2 separate regions of the Sus scrofa genome follow, and region 2 is linked to region 1. Evidence: chromatin contacts called from public HiChIP or PLAC-seq data. All regions are on one chromosome and are shown on one strand. The core of a region is the stretch at or near the end of the contact, and the rest is flanking DNA. Distances in the headings are between cores, read along the strand shown. Region 1 holds the start of RAP2A (ras-related protein Rap-2a). Region 2 holds the start of STK24 (serine/threonine-protein kinase 24).

Region 1 (4,506 bases), core at 1,720-4,219:
CACTGAGTGAGGCCAGGGATCAAATGTGCATCCTTATGGATACTAGCTGGGTTCTTAACCCACTGAGCCCCAAAGGGAACTCCTACTCACTCATTATTTTTTCATGACAACTTCTATCAGATGCACTCCAAGCCAGAGCTTCTCAACTTCTGAGAACCTAGGAAATGAAAACAGTTGCTTAAGGGTGCATTCTAGACCCTCAACCCCAATACAAATTTCTTTTTTTTAAAAAGTCGCTGCACCTTTACTCCTTGCAAAGGGAGTGGTTTTTCAGTTCCACCGTAATGCAAGGTACTACACAGGTGTAACCTATACAAAAAAGTCTGATGCTTCTTGGCTCTATTTAAGCCCCAAGAAACCTAGGAACTTATTACCACAATACATGATTTGGATCTTAGAAAACACAGTCTGTCTTTTCTGTAAAAGAAGTGTAGCTATTATTAATGAAACCACAAAAAGCATTAGCTTTACACACTATATGAGACTTCTAAAAAGCTAGTGGAACGCTGTATTCAACTACAAAATCCTCTTGGAACATCCCTGCCAGAAAGATACAAAGCTTCACTTCGTATCCGTGCAAGCTCTTATTTCTGACTTATTCACATTACTGGCTTAGGATGAGGTATCAGATCGTCTTTGGTTTCAATTCTGTTAAAACTTTCCTTTTTCCTGATTCTTAGTTCTTTGCAATCTGCTTTCACTGTTAATTCTGGTGGATCAACTGCAACTCATATTTTGATAGGTAATCAAGAAATAACGACTGAATTATATTTTACTACATAATTTGGCAGGACACTTTCCCACAATTATCTTTGGCAAAAACTTGATGTGTGTGTTATACTATAGCAGGATAATGTAAAAGTAAGTTATCCATTTTAAGATAATGGAGCCATAGGCGGTAGGACATGGATAAATATATCTTTGTACTAGTATATGTACTTTGTATACATGGCTGGTATATCTTTGTACTAGTTTGATAATTGACAGAAAAGATGGGAAAGGAACATCTGTTTTTTGAACTCAGACCAAAATCCTCTCTACCTGATGACCTTGTGGGGAAGAAGGGTGAAGAAATATGCCATGATCAAACCTTAGAACTATAGAAATCTATCATTCCCAAGAAATGGGAGTGATGTATGGCTGTAGACTAGTTCGAGAAGGACATAGTTTAAGGAAGGCAAATCCAATAACCAATTATTACAAAACATAATCCAGGAAGGTTTAGGAATATAACTTCTCCTAAATTTAACGTTGTAGGTGGGAGAGAGTGTTTAATTATGATCTAATGCCACAGAGAGAACAGTAAGTTTTAAAAGGGAGTTGTTAAAAATGTTTTAGGAGCCACGCATGGAGGACCCATGCAACTGCTGCAGTATGTCTCTTTAATGACCGGAAATTTTCTCACCCTCAAGACAAGAGTCCCTGTTTTCTCGATTGACCCACGATTCAGCCCACATCACTCAGCACTATTTCCGGGTCCGTCATTTAGGCAGAATGCCACCGAGACGACGTTAAAAGCGAAACCCATGGTTCTCGCCTCCAACACATCTTGTTCCCTTGCCAACGTAGGGTGCAACGACCTGTCCCTCAATCACTGACCCCTCCCAAACCCACCAGCCCTACCCCGGGTCTCCATTCCACCCACCCTTGGGGGCAAGGGAGTCGCGATTTCTGGTTGGCTCAGCTCAAGTCTCCGCCATCCGCCAGCTCACCTGCGGTTGGTTGGCAGAGCGTGCGTGGGAGGTGGGAGGGCTGAGCCTGCAACTAGGCTTTCCCCCCATTGGCTGATGGATGGGCATCACGTGGTATGAAGTGGCTCTCTATTGGCCGAGAATGGTACCATGGGTCCAGAGGCGTGCACTGGTTGGCTGGAACGACTCCCAGCTTCCTACTAGGTGCCCCGGCTGGCTGTTGCTATGAGCTGTCCCCAGGCCTTCTGGCTGCGCCTGGGGCTTCGCTCTCCCAGTTTTCCAAGCGCCCGTAGCTGACAGGGCGTGGGAAGAGCTCGACTTCCAGCAGACGCTGAAGAAAGGCGGGGCTGGGGGGAGGTGGGCGGGACTCCCGGCGACGTCACCGGGCGTGGGCCCGGCTTCCGCATGGTCGCTGGCCTTTGCCGCCTCTGGCAGTGGGCAGGATGAGGGCCTGTCACTTTTCCCTCTGTGTCTTGACGCTTAAAACAAAGCTTCACTTCGGTTTTATGCTCGTCCTTTAAACAAAGCCTTTTTTCGTTATGTTTATACAGGACAAAACCAAAGCTCACAGGCTGGGTGGTGTCTAGCAAGGCCCTCCTGCCAAGGCCTCCTTTTGGACCTTGCCGGTGTCTTCTTGTCACTCCCCGCCTCAAGTTAAAACCTAGAGACTGCTCTGGCCCCGCCAACATCGCGTCTCTGCCAAATTCTGAACTTGGCGTGCTCAGGCCGAAGCGGTTCCCGTCGCGGGCAGAAGAACCGCGCGTGCTCAGTACGCAGGATCCGCAGGGTTCGACGCGGCTTGCGGGGTGGGGTGTTGTTGGGTGGCCCAGGTGGTTGTTTATCTAAGCGCGGGCCGAGGCTTCCGCACGGCGCAGAGCCTCCCGGGAGCGCGCGAGGCCGGTCGCCTAGGCGACGGGGGAGCAAGGGCGGGGCTGCGCCACCGGGTCCCGCCCCGGGCCGCCGGGCCCCGCCCCCAGCAGCGCTGCGGCTGGGGCTCGGGCGCGCGCTCCGGCGCCGAGGGGAGCGGCGGCGGCGGCGGCGGCGGCGGGCGGGGAGCTGGGCGTGGAGGCGCGAGGGGCGGGGCGGGCGGCACTGCAGGCCCGCGTTTCGGGCGGCTCCGGCGGCTCCCTGGCTCCCACTCCCTGCTCGCCCTCAGTGCCTGCCGGCGCCCGCGGGGCCGCATTGCCGCCGGCTCGGCCCATGCCCAGGGCTGCTGCTCCCTCCGCCGGCGCCCGGGGGGCCGCGGCGGCCGTGAGGTGGGGGCAGCCGCGGGACGCGGCGGGGCCGGCCGCCGGCGCAGGGTTGGGGGGCGCAGCGCGGCGGGCGTAGGTCTATGTCGCGGGCAGCGGCGGCGGCGGCGGCCGCGGAGGGACGATGCGCGAGTACAAAGTGGTGGTGCTGGGCTCGGGCGGGGTCGGCAAATCCGCCCTGACCGTGCAGTTCGTGACCGGCACCTTCATCGAGAAATACGACCCCACCATCGAGGACTTCTACCGCAAGGAGATCGAGGTGGACTCGTCGCCGTCGGTGCTGGAGATCCTGGACACGGCGGGCACCGAGCAGTTCGCGTCCATGCGGGACCTGTACATCAAGAACGGCCAGGGCTTCATCCTCGTCTATAGCCTCGTCAACCAGCAGAGCTTCCAGGACATCAAGCCCATGCGGGACCAGATCATCCGAGTGAAGCGGTGAGAGGGCCGGGGGCGCGGGCAAGGGGCTTCGCGGTGCGGCCGGCAGCCCCTGTCCCGGGGCCAGAACTCCCTCCCGCGTGCTCTGGGGTGGCTGTGGGCAGGAGGAGCTGTCTAGGCAGGTGGCTCTGGGGTCTTAGGCTTTATCCTAAATTTTTAGCTGGTAGCATCCTCCTCGTCATCTTGAATCTCAAATTTGAGTGCTTTGTTTCACAACTCAAATTTGGCATCCGGTGAACCCACAGCACAGCTCTTTGTCTCTTGGATATTATTAGTAGCGGTTGTGCAGAACCCCAAAGGAAACAAAGTTTAAAACTTGCAGTGGGGGGAGAGGGGCGGGTAGGTTTCTGCTGGGAGGAGGCAGCTGTGCAAGTATAGCGGAGACATTTTCAGACGGAACAACAAAAAACCTCCCTTTGCAGCATTTGACAGCAAAAATTGCTTACACAAATGTGGTAAAAATGTCAAGTCCAATGGAAAGAGATCTTTCTCATTTCATAGAAGATTGAATGGTGGCAAGGCGTTTTACAAAAATGAACTCTTCACTTAAGATGAAACTTTAGAGACAGGTTATCAAATTATTTGCAGACCTGGCTCTGTGGGATTGAGAGAGTATTAGTATGTAGGAGCGCGAATGTACTATCACATTAAAGAATGTGGCTTAACTTTTTTTTTTTAATCTAGCCACTTTACCCCTCAGAAACAAAAAGAAAGGGAAAAAAAGAGGCATTCTTAAAAATAGAATGAGTTTCTTCAAAGGTGTGACTCAAATATTAGCTAATTTAAAGTTAAAGCAGATAAGCTCTTTCCTGTTACAAACTCTTTTCGCAAGTGTGCATTTTGGAAATATAACAGCCTAATGGCTTCTGCTATTTGTTTTATATTTTTTCCTATAATTTCTAGCATCAAAAAATGCAATAGTATCTCAGTTCAGAGTTTTAGCAAATTTTTCTAATTACCATTTAATTACACATTACTGTTTTGTCTGATTCTTACTATTAGTTAATAATTGCCAATAATTTTGATTCAGCATAATTTTGCTTTTCTTTCCCAGTTGTACCAGTAACCCTAAATTTGTAGACAGTTGCAAAAGCTAGTTATAAGTGTTATCATAGACATAATCTCAT
Region 2 (4,544 bases), core at 26-2,525, 890 kb after region 1:
ATTGGAAATGCAACTTCTCTCCCCGCCCCCACCCCCCGCACCCCTGCCCCCACTCCAAAAAAAGTCACTGGAAGGCCAAGGAGCCACCAAGTAGCATCGGAGAGGTTTACTGGGAAGGGACTGGGCTGCATCCAAGGCAAAGCCCAGCGTGCCGGGATCCACCCTCGAGGGCACGGGGTTCGAAGGATCCCTTCTTCCGGAAGGTTTACGGGCTCGCACTTTCCCCTCCGTCGGCACCAGGAGGAAACGCGCCGAACAAACGCGCTGGAAGTGGAGCTGGCAGTTACACCTTCCTCCACCCCGCCCTGCCTCCGCCGCCCCGCGGGCCCCGGACCAGTCGGGGCGCGCCCGGGGCTCCCCTCCCGCCTCTCAACTTTACTGCCCCCTCGCCGGGGCGGCCCGGGGCCTCCAGCGCCCGCCGCCCGCGCCGGGGCCCAGAGAGCGAGCCGGGCCTCCAAGGGCATTTCCCCACATCACTTCTCCCCGGGGATGGGCCGGCGCGGGGCCTGCGGCTCGGGAGGCGCCGGGGGCAGAGGACGCGGGCAGGGCGAAGCGCCGGCACCCCCACGGCCCCCTCGACCCCCTGCCCGCCGGGGCCGCCTCCAGGCCGCGGCCCCAGCTCCCTGCACCCTTCCGCCCCCGAGACCCAGGCCGCGGGGCCGCTCGGGGCGCCCCGGGGGCTGCGAGCGCGGCGCGGGAGGCCGGCGCGACCCCGGAAGGGGCAGCGGAGGGGGAGGGGGCCGTGTTTACACCGCCAAGTTCCCCGCTTCCGCCCCGGCCCGGGCATCCCTCGCTGCCCTCGGCAGCCGGGTTCCTGCCTACCTGCATGCCGGGCAGGCCCGACTGCACCGGGGAGTGAGCCATGGCGGTCAGGACAGCCACTTCCTGGGACGGGACGGCCGGGCCGCGGCGATCCGCGCGGGCGACGAGGCCCGCGGGCCGCGCGCAGCCCTCGGGCGGCGGGGGCGGCCGGCCAAGCCCGAGTCCGGCTTCGGTGGGCCGGCCGGAGCCCGAGGCCACCCCAGCCCCCGCGGGTCCCGGGCCGCGCGGCGGGCTCAGGGGCCGGCGGCGGGCCGCGTCTCCATGCACCGCGCCGGGGAGGGGCTGCCAGGGGCGCGGGGCCTCGCCGCGAGCTGCTTCCGCTCCTGCCGCCGCCGCTGCCGCTTCGGCGGCTGCTGCTGCCTCTCGGCTGGGAGCCGGCGGCCTGGGCCCGTGCGCTGGCCGCCTGGAGCCGGAGTGGGCGCGCACAGCCGGCCGAGCCTGCGAGCGCCGAGCGCGCCCCGCCCCGGCCCGGCCCCCGCGCCCGCCCCCGCGGCCCGGCCGGGGACCCCGCCCCGCGCTTCCGGGAGGGGGAGGAGGAGGCTGGCGGCCGCCGGGCGCCCTAGGCCGCAGCCGCCTGCGCTGCCGCCGGCCCGGGCGGGTGGGGGTCCGCGCGTCTCCCGCGGGCTGCGCCCCCCTCCCAGCCGGCGGGGCGGAGCTGGGAAGAGGGCGCGCGGGCGGGAGTGGGGAGGGGGACACAATCGAAGGCGGTCCCGGGGCGACCGCCCCCAGGCCCCGGCCAGTCGGGCGCCCCGGGGGACTGGGCGGCCAGGGCTCGCTGAGTGCCAACTCTTGCCAGACCATCTCCCTCCTGCCCTCCGCGCGAGCCCACCCCTCCCCGCCTGGCCCCGGGGAAGCGGGCTCCCGGCGACCTCTCCGGGGGCAGAGTCGGGGCCAGGGGGACCTCGAGAGGGAGCGTGCCCAGCGGGGCCTCAGCCAGTGGCCGGTTCAAAACTACCAGGGCGGAGCTTCTTGGTGTCTGGGTGAAGTTTCCAACCAACCCAAGGAGGAAAGCGGGAGGGGAGAGGCCGAGAGTAGTTAATTCCGCGTTTTGGCGACTTGAAAACACCCTGCTTGGAATACTAGGAGCTGTAAACTTAGCTGAGGAGTGGGGGGCTGAACCCCACCCTCTCTGGGCCCCGGAGAATATGCAAATTTAAGAATATGTAAATTACAATAGGGGATCGTCTGCCCCCGAGAAGGGGAAAGTGGGGGAGGGAGGGGGAGGAGGAAGGGACACAATGAAAGGAAACCCTGTCTAGACTTTCCCCTGGCCTTCTCCCGCTCTTTCCGCTGCCTCCACCTTTTAGACACCTCTCCTCCAACTACAGAGGAAAGAAATAAGAAGGAATGAATCAGTGCTGCCTCCAGAAAGTAGTATTTTATTTACAACGACAAACAGTGGCAGCCACTGCAGTGATGTGCCGTATCCCCGGTTGTGAGGACCGGTGAATGCCCACGTGGCACCGCGGGCGAGGTTGGACAAACAAAAATGAGCCCCCACGAGTTCACAGACTATTGGAAAAAACTAAAAAGTCCTCCCCCTGAAAAAAGGATTGTTTATTCTCTGAAGTGTCACTGTATTCAGAGCTCTGGATCAGACTAGGAGTGAGGTGCTAAAATGTAATCTTTGCCTTCCCTTTGGAAATCTGTATTCTCCCCCCCCCCCCCGGCGCCGCCCCCCCCAATTGGTCCAGAGGACTTTCAGAGACCTTGTCACTTGGTGGTGAAGCCGTGTCACCCCCAAGTACTGTGAAGAGAATGTAACAAATAGAAAGTTAAGAAAAGCATGAACCCTGATACTTGGGAGCGTGCCAGCATGTGTAAATTTAGTGCATCTAAAAAATGGGCACATAAAGGGGTGGATGGCAAAACAGGCAAGAGAATGCATCTTAAAAATCTTCGTCATCTTCAACCCAGGAATTTTACTTACAGTACCATATCCTAAGACAAAAAGAAGTGCAGAAGAATGGATATAAAAAGATGTGATGCAGTGATATTTATGATCGTGGGAAAACTGGAAACAGATTTAAAGTCTAACAGAGACGGTTAGTTAAATGATGATAGATTCATATAGTCATTAAAAATGATGTATTTCTAGTAACATGAGAAAATATTTTCAGTATATATTGTGAAGAAAACGCAGGGTACAAAGCAATGTATGTATAATCTGATCTCAAGGCTACTTCATAAAAAAAGTTATATTTAAATTTTAAATATACATCATTTACACATGCACACACACACATAGATAGTTTTATATGTAAATAAGAAAAAAACCTGGACATATAAACACCAAGATTTTGCAGTGGCTATCCCTGGAATTAAAGGTGATTTTTTTTTTTTTTTTCAGTCAGTGTTCAACCAAAAGAGACCATCGTGCTAAGAGGTCTCTCCTTGGGGTCAGCTTTCAGGCTGTAACACGGCAGCAAGAGGAGGAATAGGACAAGTGGACAACCATGTGTAGGCACTGATCTAAGATATTGCCATAGGGAACTCAACCTGTAGGCCCACTGTTGCAGGGGGCTGACTTCCAACAAATGAGCCACTGCAGCATTGGACCATAATGATCTGGGCATAAAAAGTAATCGGAATCCCAGTCCTGTTCTCTTGTGGCAAGTTAAGGTCCAGAATTGTCACTGCAGCAGCTTGGGTCACTGCTGTGGCGTGGGTTCGATCTCTGCCTGGGAACTTACGCATGCCACAAGCTGGCCAAAAAAAAAGTAATTGAGGAGTTTCCGTCGTGGCTCAGTAGTTAACAAATCCGAGTAGGAACCGTGAGGTTGCGGGTTCAATCCCTGCCCTTGCTCAGTGGGTTAAGGATCTGGCGTTGCCGTGAGCTGTGGTGTAGGTCGCAGACGCGGCTCGGATCCCGCCTTGCTACGGCTCTGGCGTAGGCTGGCAGCTATAGCTCCGATTAGACCCCTAGCCTGGGAACCTCCATAGGCCATGGGAGCGGCCCTAGGAATGGCAAAAAAAAAAAAAAAAAAGTAATTGGAATCCTGTTTTGTATCCAGAGGCTGGATGTAAATTACAATAGGATAGAATTTATCTGGACACAATGAATGACTGGCATTCATTAGCTGGTCTGTTTCCCTCTACTCTGTTTATCTCCCCCTCAGCACGACGGTCCTCCTTTGACCATATTTATACAGTCGAGCAGCATCTCCTTGAAAGAGAAGAGAGAAGCGAAATAGGAGTTACTAGTTCTGCTCTGTCATGTGCAGACATCAGCCAGTACTCCCCCGACAGTAGCCTACTCCCTTTGTTTTAGCAGAGCAGAGATAATTGATAGGGCCTGAGCCAATGATGAGACTCTGCCCAATTGTTCATTGCATTCATTTAGATAGTTCTCTCTCTCTCTCTCTCTCTTTTTTTTTTTTTTTTTCTGGCTGTGCCACAGCACACATGAGTTCCAGAGCCAGGGATCAATCCAGGCCATAGCAGTGACAATGCCGATCCTTAACCCACTGACCCACCAAGGAACCTCTAACTCGTTCAGATATTAACACATCGTTGGAATGCCACCTTAGCTCAGACATCCGCTTTAGCGCTGGGCATATAAACAACTGGATCCCCAGGTGCCCCAGCTCCTCCTGGGAATATGGTCTCCCAGAACCCTAACTTCAGACATTTACTCTACCAACGGATTCAAATTGGTCACAGCAGCCTTAATTTCCACTAAGGAGAGGAGAGGATTATCCTCTCACCTTCTTCCTCTTGTG

What was found. HiChIP or PLAC-seq counts read pairs in DNA pulled down with a chosen protein or histone mark.
Region 2: a contact with region 1 is called in an H3K27ac HiChIP or PLAC-seq map of alveolar macrophages. The contact joins the promoter of STK24 here to the promoter of RAP2A in region 1. A contact is called at or near these places in 2 of 2 datasets of contacts at active chromatin or transcription factors (alveolar macrophages and skeletal muscle).

What each region holds. Positions count from the first base shown.
Region 1 is chr11:66,676,193-66,680,698 of Sscrofa11.1, forward strand. RAP2A (ras-related protein Rap-2a) reads left to right here and starts at 2,970. Exons shown (of 2, transcript XM_021065816.1): 1 at 2,970-3,379. The coding sequence starts at 3,066. LOC110255848 (a long non-coding RNA gene) reads right to left here and starts at 1,639. Exons shown (of 3, transcript XR_002336730.1): 1 at 1,406-1,639; 2 at 91-157.
Region 2 is chr11:67,564,367-67,568,910 of Sscrofa11.1, forward strand. It overlaps STK24 (serine/threonine-protein kinase 24), which reads right to left and starts at 1,276. Exons shown (of 11, transcript XM_021065380.1): 1 at 823-1,276. The coding sequence starts at 864.